2 separate regions of the Mus musculus genome follow, and region 2 is linked to region 1. Evidence: chromatin contacts called from public HiChIP or PLAC-seq data. All regions are on one chromosome and are shown on one strand. Each heading gives the region's core, a stretch centred on a gene start, on an enhancer-like site or on the middle of the called end of the contact. The rest is flanking DNA. Distances are from core to core; before and after follow the strand shown.

Region 1 (6,237 bases), core at 2,832-5,331:
GAGCAGCGGGAGGCAGAAGGGGATGGGGGATTTTCGGAGAGGAAACTAGGAAAGGGGATAACATTTGAAATGTAAATAAAGAAAATATCAAATTAAAAAAAAAACTGTTTCTGATGAAGGGTTTTCCATGTGAAGCATTTCCGGTGCAACTTGGGTCCACATTCCGGTGAAAGCATTTCCCTGAATGTTTCTTCACACTTCACACCAGAGAGGAGTTGATCTTTGCTTTCACTGGGAAGGAACAGGAAAAGTGAGCAGAAAGAAAGAGCTTCATGCCCTTTGGAAACCACTGACTGCTTCTTCCTACTTAGTTATGAAGAAAAAAACCTCACTCATCCGCAAGCGTTGTGGTTACACCAACACTGCCAAGGGCAGATTCTTGTTAACCTCGGGTGAAACCCCAAGCTAGTCTGTTCCCTTCACTGCCTATGCTGAAACCCTTGGGAGGTTTGTTGTTGTTTTGTTTTGTTTTGTTTTGTTTTGTTTTGTTTTGTTTTGTTTTCTCTCAGAAAGCACAGCAGGAAGACGTGTTTAAAATTTTAATTTAATTTTTACTGCTTGCTGTTTCAGGCTCTGGTCGGTTTGGATGTCAGGAGAGAAAGTTCTAGAACAGTGTTTCTCAACCTGTTGGTCATGATCCCATTGGCAAACCACTAGCTCCAAGAACAATTTACATTACAATCCATAACAGTAGCAAAATTACAGTTATAAAGTAGCAATGGAATAACTTCATGGCTGGGGTTGGGGGGGGGGTCACCACAACATGAGGAACTGTATTAAAGGGTTGTGGTATTAAGAAGGTTGAGAAACAACCTTATTCCCAAATTCAAAGTTTCCCTCTTAGGAGCTGAAGAAGGAGCATGGGGGTACAAAGAAAGAGAATAATAAGTAAGCCATGGTTTGGGGGGGTAAGGGAAAGGATGGGGAGAAAAAGGAAATGAGAGTAAGGTTTGCCTTTTAAGCAAAATCCTCTCTGGAGGGGAAAACGTGGGTGGTCCTCAGATGTCCCCAGATGTCCCCAGATGCTGAGCTCATCAGAAACCTGTAACTGGGCTTGAGGCTGCCAAGGCGCAGTTTCCCTGAAGGCTGCCGCTGTCCCACTGCTGTGGGTATGGGGGGGGGTAGTTAACCCCCTATGCTCCTGACCCCACTGTCCACCCCCAACACTGTCTTCTTAGTCTCAAGGATGAGGAAGTCTCATAAAAGGGAGCTAGGAGGTTCCCCTTTGCCCCAAGTTTGCCTCCTGAGGGGACTTCTCTGAGGTAGGAAGAACACTTAAGTCAGCTTAGCCAACAAAGATTCCACTCGCCGGGGGCTTTTGTAAACACCCTCCAACCACTTACACTTTAACACCAGGATGCCCACAGGCCTTGAGAAGAGGCTGAGAGGGAAGCCAAAGCGTGGGCCTGTAAGCCATGGTTTTTAGTCAAATTTCCCCACTAGGTTTTCCCCTCAAGGTTAATTCTTAGTCACCCTGTACTTTCCAAAGAGGGGCTTATTTATTAACTGATAGGGCTGAAGAAATGAATAGAAATAACTTTTATTTCCAGAATCTTTCTTTTTGACCTTTTTTTTTTTTCCTTGAGAATCTAGTAACACTTGGAAACACTGCTGGCCATTGTCTGAGGAGGAGCGGCAGCACTGGGATGATTTCAGGGTGGAGCGTGTGGTCATCTGGCCTGTCACACACAAACACAAGGCAGAGAAACTTGCCTCAGGCCTGACTCTAGGGGCCTGTGGGAGGGAAGGCTCACCTGTTCAGCTTCTCCGCTGAGCCACATAGCCCTCTAAAGACCAGGCGAAGGAGCTTTCCACTGAATGAGTGTTTGTGAATGTTGACCCTGGGTGGTGGGGGAAGGGGGTTGGGAGATTTGGGGGGTATTGTGGGGGCCCCTCTCTCTAGAATCTGTATGGCCTGAATCACAGACCCAGCTTCCTCTTTTGCTCAAGTCTGTTCAAATGTCACTTTCCCAGAAATGTCTTTTACTTTAGTGTGTGCGTCAGGGGGAAGGGCACCTTCTGAGGCTTCAGAAGGAGTCAGATTGACCCGCCCCCCTGGAGCTAGAGTAACAGGCAGTTGTGTACCCCAGTGATGCGGGTCCTCTGGAATCAGGAAAAAGCCCTCGTTACCATGGAGCCATCTCTTCAGCCCCAGAAGTGGCTTTCCTAAGTGCGCCACTTGAAAAGCTGATCCTCACTGCCTCCCTTTGGTGTGTTGACCCTCAGTTATCCTCACAGTCTCGCCTCTCACACATTCCTCTGCGTGTGTGGACTCTGTCTTCACTAGAATTCACAGCTGTGTCTTCCTCACCCCGCCTCAACTAGTTTCAGATCCTAGAACAGCACCAGGCACACGGAGAATGCTCAGTGATGGACAGAAAGTGAGCAGAGAAGTCCTTGGGAGGCCGGGGTGTGTGGCAGTTTATAGCTCCATCTCCACCCTTCCATGTTTCCGTGTGACACTGTTAATGCCATCTGCAAAGTCAGAGACTAGGACAGAACACTAGACCACATTTGAGAGGGTCCCTCAAACCCAGCCCTTCACATGCTAACTCACTGCAAGGATACTCAGAAAGCACCGAAGACTGTTATATCCATGAGTCCAGCTGCTCACGGTGAAGGGTTACAGGATAAAGGGTACAGTGAAGGAAGGTTGCATAGTACCTAGTCCAGAGGAGGAGAGAACGTGGAACTCCAGGAGTCTTCTGCCTGTGGAGCCATAGGTGGCATTGCTCGTCCTGGCCATGAGGTATGACAATTTATGTAGCATGCCACCAACCAGGGAGACACCCAAGCCTCGGAATTCAGTATTTTGAAGGTGGTTGAATCCCATCTACCCATATAATTGACCTTTGATTTTGAGTCTTCAAAAAATGTAATTGATAGTACCATTCTACCAAATTCTTTCATCATAAACAAATGACTATTCTGTTCAGGGGTCAAATCCCCAGACAGACAGCTTTCCAGGCAATGAAATTCCAAGGATCCACCAATCATCTACAGGTAGACAAAAGACAAGACAAGAGAAGGTACGCCTCTCTACACGAATGCCATCTAACCCAACAGTTGTGGGCAGAAATGTGATCCCAGTATCTGACCTTGAGTTTGGTCATTTGACTTGCTGGCCATAGAAAATGGTAGAAATCACTGTGTGTTGATTTCTCTCTGGTGCCTCTGCCTTTACCATGGGAAGAAGATTCCCTGGACAGCTACCAGTCCAAGAAGATCATGAGACGCCCAGGAAGACAGTCACTTAGCCACCCCCAAGCTGAGCTCAGCCCATAGCTGACCTTCAGCCCATAGGCTGAGTGCCTGAGCCAACTGAATGTCTTCTTCTGAGTGCTAAGATCTGTGGCTTGTTGCATCCCAGTATAGACAAATAAAATGAACTCCTTTGCATGTCTATAACCGTCTTCTGTGAGTTTGCACTTCTGGTCATCCTGAAGACAGAACAGTTGGAACACAAATTGACGAGGTTTGGTTGGAAGTGGGTGATGTGGTTTAGACAGGGTTTGAGAGTGTCCTAGAGAGCTCAGGTGTTCACAGCTTGGTCCCCAGTAAGGTGATGGATGCTAAGGCATGTTGGAACCTCTAAGATGAGAGGCCTGGTGGGAAGTGATTGCTTGGCTGAAGGTTCTCTTCCAGGATAAAGCTAATGAGATGCTCTCAGGACCCTAGTGAATTCTCATTTGAGCTGCTGTAAGGGTGCTTGCCCAGAGCTGGGCATCCTACCTCATGCCTGCAAATCCTAGTATTTAGGAGTTCAGGGCAAACCTGGGCTACAGAGTGAATTGGCTGGACTCTGGGTCAGATCTTGTTTCAAAACAAACTAAAGAAAGCCAGTCAGCAAAGACGAAAGAAAGAAAGAAAGAAAGAAAGAAAGAAAGAAAGAAAGAAAGAAAGAAAGAAAGAAAGAAAGAAAGAAAGAAAGAATGTGTACAAGCCCCTGGATCAACCTCCTAGGCTCCAACTTGCTTCATGGTTTCTCACTTTCTCATGTGCTTCTGCCAGGATGTGGTTGACCCAGACAAAGGAGTCCCGACCAGAGACCAGATCAGGGGGATTCCCCTAATCTTGGACTTTCTTGGACTCCAAAATTGTGAGTTTCAATGAACTGTCCCCACCCCCTTCAAAGTTAACTAGCCTCTGTTCACTAGCAAAGTGAGTCACGCTTTTATTTTATTGCAGCAACAGAAAAGGGCCTCCGAGACAAGGAAGACAATATGAGTAAATAACACCAGTTGACAATGAACGTGGTTCTGTAAGAAGAGAGCAGCAGTGAGTCATGCGGACTATGGGAAACTGAGAAGCCACAGCCTACCTGAAAGAAACAGCCACTCCTGGGCTCTAGCCAAGTGCGGGTAGCATCTTCAATAGTGAGGCCTGAATGAAAAGGACGATATGACTACTCTCAGGTATTGTTGATGAGAAGGCTTGATTACAGACGTGAGGGAGAGCCCAGCCAGAGGCATCTGGAAGGGTCTAGGCTGCACTGGGCCATGAGAAGAGAGCAAGAAGATAAGAGAGAAAGAGAAGTCGGGACAAGCTGACTGAGAGAGGAGCCAGCAGCACACGAAGAGAAGCAAACCAAGAGACTAAGGGACCACGAGGGCACGAAATGACTGAGTCACATAGTCATCTGAAGCTGGATGGAAGAGAAGACCAGCCCCTTGGCTGGAGAGGTTTAGGCTAGGGGGCAGGGTGAGAAGTGCTGAGAGGAGCCACAGGTACTGAGGGATGCTGGGAGAAATGGCCAGCAACTGTTCTGATCTATTAATAGGCACCCCAGTTAGCCATTTGTTCCTGGTTCCTTTGAAACCTAAGAGATGCCAAATCTTCCAAAAGATTTGGTTTGTTAAGAGCAGCCGAAAATAGAGATTTTTTTAATGAAATATCTTAAACGCTACAAATAACTCAAAACATTGCACTAGACAAACACACCCATCCAAGCCTGTCAGCAAGCAACTTTTCCTTCAGATCATGATGTGCAAAATGGGGTGACACACGGCTTCTGTGGGTTGTTAAAGAAAGCACCCTCGAGGTTCAGGCAGCATGGGGGTGGGGGTGGGATGAGAGGAACCCACGGCCTCATGCAGGGCTCTGTGATGAGAGTCATCTGAAAGTGACAACTAGACTACTCGGAAATGGGCCATAATAAATGCACGCCAAAGAGATTTCTGCAGCTCTTGGCCTGCAGCCATCTCCGTCACGGCTTCATTGAGACACTTAAGGATTAGGAAATGACTCATTAACATTTTTGTCTTTGAAATGTAGCATTCATGAGAATCCAGCACGGCACAAAGCCTCTGTCATCGTTGTTTACAGACAGCTCTCAGTGGGATGAGGATGCTGTGGAACCTCACAGTCCCTTAGGAACCACAAAGCGGGATGGTACCTAGATTGGGTAAGGTGGAGTCACCGCTACCAAAGCCCCGCTCTCTCCCCAATAGAGCGCCACCCCAGGTGCTCACCCTCTTCATGTTTGCATGGTAACAAAGCTGGCTCTTGGTGTGTCTGTGCGTGCGTGTGTGCAGGGTGTGTGTGCAGGTGTGTGTATGAGTGAGGGTGTGTGTGTATATGTGTGCAGATATGTGTGTGCAATAGCATGTGTATGCATGTTTGTGTTTGTGTGCGTGTATATGTGTGTGTGTGCAAGGATGTGTGTGTATATATAGGTGTGTGTATGTAGGGTGTGTGTATATGAGTGTGTGTATGTGCAAGGGTGTATCTGTGAGCAAGTGTGTGTGTAACTCAGAGGTCTATGTCAGGTGTCTTTAATCACCCTCTACCTTTTTATTTTTGAGACGGAACCTCTTGTTGAAACTGGAGTTCACTGATTCAGTCAGACTTCCTGGCCAGGGAGACTTAGGAAACCTGTCTCAACCTCTACAACACCATGTAACAGACATTCACTGCCATGACTAACTAGAAGCTTGGGGTTCATACTCAGGTCATCATGCCATGGTGAGCACTCTACTGACTGAGATATCTCCCCAGCTCCCAGGTCTTGGTTTTTCAAACAGCAGTGACAGTAACTTCTTGTTGGTAGGTTACTAAAAGTGTTGCACATGAGCATCATCTCCTCTCCTCCTGAGTAGGCAGTGAGTCCAAGGACCATCTTTCAGGTGTGTGCTTTCCAGTGTCTGGTCCTGATGCTGACGTTCCTCTTCCCTACATGTGCAAGCATCCTTACAAGGTGATGAGATTTGTTGAGTGGCAATTGTTTCAGCCCCATCC
Region 2 (6,237 bases), core at 1,002-3,501, 470 kb before region 1:
TGAAATCTTCTGTAAGGTCTCCATAGTTCATCTACAGGTGGTCTCTTGGGTCTTTATCTGTGAGTGGTCTCTCGGGTTATTTCTGGTTGTGAGGGCCAAAAAGGATGCCTACAATAGGCTCCCAGGGTTCTGGGCTGACATCCTCTCTCTGATGACTTTCTATTTAGTCGACGAGGACAGATGGTTAGCAACAGATCAACCACTAATAGTTGCTGCACCTATAAATATCCTTTTGATGTATTCTTTCCTCTTCTTCTCTTTCTAGAAAATGTGCAGACAGTGTGATTGCCAATGAGGAGATAGGTAGCCTACCAGACATGGACATGGTCATTCTAAGGCTCTGTTAATAGCATCATAGACTATTCATGGGAGAAATGTGAACAGGGAAAACAGCCGAGCCAACAACATGAATGTGTGCATGCATAAATAACTGGGAATATGCACCCTAGTCTGTCACTTGTGAATCCATTGACACATTCACCTTCGCCACAGCTGAGGCTCTAAGCATATGCGCTGTGCTCCGTGTCTCTCTAGGTCTCAGGTGCGGTGTGCCTCTCCAGCTTTGGCTCCTCAGTGCTGGCGACCCTGACAGGCCTATTGGAAGAGGCAATCAACGTAACAGAGAATGGAAGATCTGCCAGATGGACTCGATGCCAAGAGAGATGCCCGAGGGCAGTCATTCTACAGGAATGGGAAGATGAGAACCCACATCACACTGTTCAAATGTCCCCTTCCCAGAGATCCCCAAATTATTCACCCAAAAGACCTTATCACACAGCAGGAAGAGGTCCCAGAAAACCTGGCTTTTCTGAGACAAGACAGCATGGTGCCCAATGCCTGGGCTTTGGAGTCAGGCCAGCATGAGCTGTAAGCCCAAGTTTACTCTTCATAGGAGTTAATTTTAGTCTTTTCTGTCTCTGTGTTCTTAACCTTTGACCTGAACCTTTAACCTTAAACTTGAAACTTTATCCTTAAATGAAGCATAAAACCTACTCACATTAAAGTAGGGGGGGGTGGCAACAAATTCGTGCACCAGGAGTTCTAGAGCTGGGGGGAGGGACGAGAAATCTGCAACATACAAAGTGCAGCTGTGCACAGTAATACAGGTGAATCTCACACACTAACGCTGAGTGACAGGTCAGACAAGAGAGTATATACATAGTGTACACTGCACGTGTGCAGGGTGAAAGTGTATGCGAGCACGTGTGCAAAGTAAAAGTGTACACCAGCATGTGTGTAAAGTAAGAGTGTATACCAGTGTGTGTGCAAAGTGAACATATACAGCAGCATGTGTGCAGAGTGAAAGTGTACACCAGTGTGTGTGCAAAGTGAAAGCTGTGGGAACCAAACCTGCGTTGTCATAAGCTGAGGTGGGGTTACCTAATGTGGGGGGGAGGGGATGGAGGTGTGGCTGTGAGACAGGTGAGCATCTCTGGTGTGGCTTCTCTTACACCAGAGAGTCTCAACCTGTGGGTCGAGACCCCTTTGGGAGTCAAACAACCGTTTCACGGGGGTCGTCTAAGACCACCAGAACACATAGAGATTTACATTACGATTCATAATACTTAGCAAGATTACAGTCAGGAAGTAGCAGTGAAAATAATCTTGTGGTTGGGGGTTACTACAACATGAGGGTCTGTATTAAAGTGACAGGGCATCAGAGCCACTGCCTTAGACAGGGTGAGCAGGGCCAAGGCTAGATCATCATCTAGTCACAAAGCACGCGACCTCTCTCACGAATACGTCAGTGACTGATTAAACCAAGGGAATAGGTTTAGGGTGTTTGGACTCCTTACTGTCTTGGCCTTTCATGGGCTCAAAAGTGACCAATCCCATTAAAAATTACCTTCAATCCACATCCAGTTCCTGCCGTATACACACACGCGCGCGCACACACACACATGCACACACACATGTGCACACACACTCACACACACACACACACACACACACACACACACACACGCACGCACATGCACACCACACGCACAGCCTGTCAGAGCAGCATGGTTGTATTCATCCTTCAACCCTAGTAGGCATCCATTCAACCCCTCCCACTCTAGGAACCCTTTCTCATTTTTCTTTTAATAAATACGAGTTCACCCTGCTTCTCCTTGCCCACAATTCTTCCTTCTCAGACAGGAGCCAATAAGTTCAGAAGCCACTGGCTTCTGGTGGCTTTAGTGGTAGCTGAGTTTCCAGGACCAGAGCCCCTGACTTAAACCCGCCATGAGCCCTACAAGGTTCTGTAGTACTCATCCCACATCACAGGGCCACCCACATCCTAGTGGTTTCTTCTGAGTGGTGGTTTCTGAGGTGTGTCCAGTTTGTGCAATTCACAGAATTATGTCTTTAAAATTTTGTGTCAGTTTCTATATAAATGTTAGTCTTCAGGAAGGTTTTTAATGAGTAGATCATATCAGTATTAACCACAAAAAATGTGGGGATTAATAGGGCAGTATATGTGTCAACTACTTATTACTGTCACCATTTTTACTGTCCTTTGTGGGTACTGGCAGTAAGTGTAGTTCCTTCTCCAAAGACCTGTCCCATCTGGGTAAAGTTTGAAGCTCAGATTTTAAATAAGAAGCTGTATAAAAGGCCTGGGATTTTAACCAGAGGCCGACTCCTGGGCACCCATCCTTTCTAACTCAGAGTCTTACTCAAGTGAGGGGAAAGGAGGAGGGTAAATTTGTCTGTGAGCATCTAAATTTGAGATGAGATAGATCTCTAAGTATTTTTTTTCCTTCAAACATTAACAAGAAAACAAAACGCACCCCCTTTCCCTTTTCGAGTGTGCAAAAAATAGCTCAGCAGGCCAGTTTCTGCTGTCCTTAACTCGTTTATCCTCCCTCTAGCTTTCTCTTTGGGTAAAAATAGCAACTTAATCTATTGACAGACAAGGGCTTTCCACATTCGGAACTCCATTTGGAGCTGCGGCTCTTCGTTGCTGACTCTCTAATACAGATGTTTGGGGCATGATGTAAACTCCAAACCATCCTCCTGTCAGCTCAGCAGAGAAGACAAACAGAAGCTTGATCTTGAAAGCAGGGCCCCGCCATAAACCAGCTGACACAAATGCCGTGGTACTTCACCCCACAGAAAGATCTTAATAAGCAAGCTTTACTGGTCAGCATATTGCTGTGGCAGATTTAAATATAGCCCATGCTTTCTGTCCCCTTCATGAGTCTGCAGCTTTTTGCACAAAATGAGGCCTCCGTTCACAGGATGTAAGGAGTGTGAGCAGGGTGGGGGAAGGGGGCGGGGGGGGGGATGCTTCTCTATGCCATGGTTTATATGGCCATGATGGAGCCACAGTGTGAAGGCATTAAACAGCGGGCCGCCTGCAGTGGGCCCTGATGTCAAGAGGCCCGGTACTCAGAACGGCAGTCTCTATGGCAGAGTCAACATTAAGAACCTGGAGGGAAAAGCTGCAGTCCTCATCTTGACCCACCAGACCTGCTCCAGCTGGCTTTCTACCTACCTCCTCTCTCCTTTGCATCCCGTGTGGGAACCTCGATGCTCTGCCAGCTTTTTGCTGATCTACCGTGTGTGTCTCTTCTACCCCTTGATAAGACTTTCTAGAGTACAACCCTAGCTCTGCGACTTGGGATTGCACCCCTTAACCTTTCTTGGCCCGAGACTGCTTGTCTGTAAAACAAGGAACACAGTGGACCCGCCTAGGGCTCTTATTCGGATAAAATGTGCTAATAGACACAGAAGCTCTGAAAACTGTGTTTGGCCAGATTGCCGGAAGCGCTCAGCAAATGACAGTGATTATTCAGTCTCTTTCTAAATTATTCAGCTCTTCCGTTCACATGGATGTAGTCACTCATCCCATGTCAACCAGGGAGGAAAATGCACAGACCAAGGGATTTAGAGAGATGACCTGAATTTGATGAATTTTAATAGAGGTTGAGTTCTTGAATTATGGGTAGACTTTAAAAACTAGTGTTTTCTTCCCCAGAACTGCTGATGTTGACTTTTTAGATCATGGGATTTATCGTATGGAGAGCTGCCCTGGGTAGGGTAGTTAATATCACCATTGGCTTCTCTCCATTAGCTGCATAAACCCCATCCTAAACCACAACTCACAATGTCTTCAGAAATTGTCAAATGTCTCCTGGGGACAAAAGTGTCCCTTGCTGAGAACCACTGGTTGCACCAAGACTCCTCTGTAGACCTAGACCAGGGAGACATGAGTGAATCATGGAAAGAGAAGGAACGGGGAGGAGGAACAGGGAGCTGCCCGAGGACCTTCTTAAATTTCTAGTCCGGGTTCTACTACTAGGGAGAATATTCAAAACTCGTGAAATAGCAGCTTTTAAAAGATGAGAGGGTGATTTGGGCTCTCTGCTTGGACATTATGGTGAGCAAGGGACCTCACTGATTCTGGCTTACAGTGAGACAGCTCACCATGGTCGCAGGGATGGGAGATGGGACTGCAGGAAGCTACCTCCCTCACAGGGAGGCCGCAAAGGGATCAGCTATGCAAACTGTAGCTCTCGCCTTCTTTACAGGAAGTGGTGATAGCAGGAGTGGAAGGCTAGCTTCCTCCTTCACTGACCTGGGGGTACTTTTTTTTTCATTTGTGTGTGTGTGTGTGTGTGTGTGTGTCCCCGCAAGAGTGTGTGGGCACCCCATCTGTGCAGGTGCCGGTGGAGGCTAGCCAGCATCGGGCCTACTGAGCCTGTAGTAAGAGGGGCTTGTGAGCCGCCTGTGATTTGGGAATTGAACTCAGGTCCTCTGCAAGATTACTGATTTTATAAGCAACTGCTTCCTGAGCATTTCCATGTCACACAAGTGTGTGGCAAAAGCTGTACAAGAGGAAAGGTCTCCATCATCACAGGCTGCAAAATATGACTGGATCTCTAAGTGTCCTCTGCCCTTAGGTTTTTTTTTTTTTTTCCTGATCTAGTCACAACATCAGCAACCACAGTGGGCCCGTGACTTCCGGTTTTGTCTTCATTTTATGACATTCATAAGGATTTCATTTCTGCACATCCATTTTCCATTTCCACACTTATTTTTATGAAAGCAAGGGGCCAAAATGCAATAAAGAATTTCCAGTGATCGCAGAAACAGCTGGTGGTACCAAATGTTCAAAATGGTCACTCTTCAGCCGATTTAGAAAGGGCTCATCTTGACACATGGAAACTGGTCAAGAGGTTTCAACATAAACACGTGCGTGGGTGCGTGGATGACATAAACACACAGAGATTTGGGGGTTGTGAAAGTTGAAAGGTGCGAGTAATTTCGAGGAGCTACGCTCCCAGGGGACATACAAGGCACTATATCACCACACATAGTTTTCTCTTTTGTTTCAAGATGAAGACTGCCAGTGTGCTTTGTAGCTCGGGGTGCCCTTGAATTTCTGAGCCTCCTGCCTCTACCTCCCAAAGGAGCTGGGATTGCAGGCATGCGTCACTCACTATATCTGGTTTATAAAATACTGGGGTTGGCACCGGGGATTCATGTGTGCTAGCCACACACTCTACCAACTGATCTGCAGCCCCAGCCAAATTTGTTTTTTTTTTAAACTAGCTTATAACTATTGCAGGAGGAAGTAGAAGATTAAGATTTCTCAGCATTCTCTTTATTGTTCATATAAATACAAACTTGATAATTTCTAATTTAATGGCTAGTGGGTAAAATATAGTTAATAGTTTCTTTCAAACAAGAATACTGGGTTTAAGGATTTTTTTCACATTTTTAGATAAAAAAATTCTTTGTACTTGGTTATAGAATGCCATGTAATATATATATGTGTGTGTGTGTGTGTGTGTGTGTGTGTGTGTGTATGAATAGAAATGAATCTGTGCAGGTATGAATCAATTGATATAGAGATAAATGCAGTCTCTATGGTTCCATATGAAATATAAACTTATTCAGTATTTGTTGATTCTCATTTTGGTCCTTTTTAAATCTTACTATTTTATTTTATTTTATTTTATTTTGGTGGTTGGTACACACAATGCAAATGGCCAGCCCACTAGGCTTCCCTACAATTTGGCCCTACTGTGTTCCAGTCTTGCCTAGGATGTTGGTGTCCTTCAGGAGGCAGCTGTGCTAGCATTCCTGAGACCTGGAAGCCCTGTTCTGGAGCAGTGTGTGGCAAGGTGGGGAAGACACAGTGAGGCTAGCCTGTGGCAACAAAGATGCTGTGTAGGCTGGACCCAGGCCCAGAGCTGGTCTGTCTGGCCATGAGCATCAAATTGACCCCACAAAGATTTTCTT

Evidence for each region. HiChIP or PLAC-seq counts read pairs in DNA pulled down with a chosen protein or histone mark.
Region 2: a BATF HiChIP or PLAC-seq map of CD8 T cells shows a contact between it and region 1, with 12 read pairs. The contact joins two enhancer-like sites. A contact is called at or near these places in 5 of 39 promoter capture datasets (embryonic stem cells, liver and stem cell-derived epiblast-like cells), 1 of 484 Hi-C or Micro-C datasets (ventricular fibroblasts) and 5 of 115 datasets of contacts at active chromatin or transcription factors (CD8 T cells, embryonic basal ganglia, embryonic stem cells and 2 more).

What each region holds. Positions count from the first base shown.
Region 1 is chr13:43,773,310-43,779,546 of GRCm38.p6, reverse strand. No RefSeq gene overlaps it. Among named protein-coding and RNA genes, the nearest start is that of Cd83, 8.7 kb to the left of the region's middle. Within about 2 kb of position 4,081, at least 79 of the 459 cell types and tissues checked have an H3K27ac peak or open chromatin away from gene starts, as enhancers often do. A contact at or near this core is called in CD8 T cells, where this site is marked.
Region 2 is chr13:44,245,330-44,251,566 of GRCm38.p6, reverse strand. It overlaps Gm29676 (a long non-coding RNA gene), which reads left to right. Exons shown (of 2, transcript XR_382289.1): 2 at 535-1,475. Among named protein-coding and RNA genes, the nearest start is that of Gm29676, 12 kb to the left of the region's middle. Within about 2 kb of position 2,251, at least 31 of the 459 cell types and tissues checked have an H3K27ac peak or open chromatin away from gene starts, as enhancers often do. A contact at or near this core is called in CD8 T cells, where this site is marked.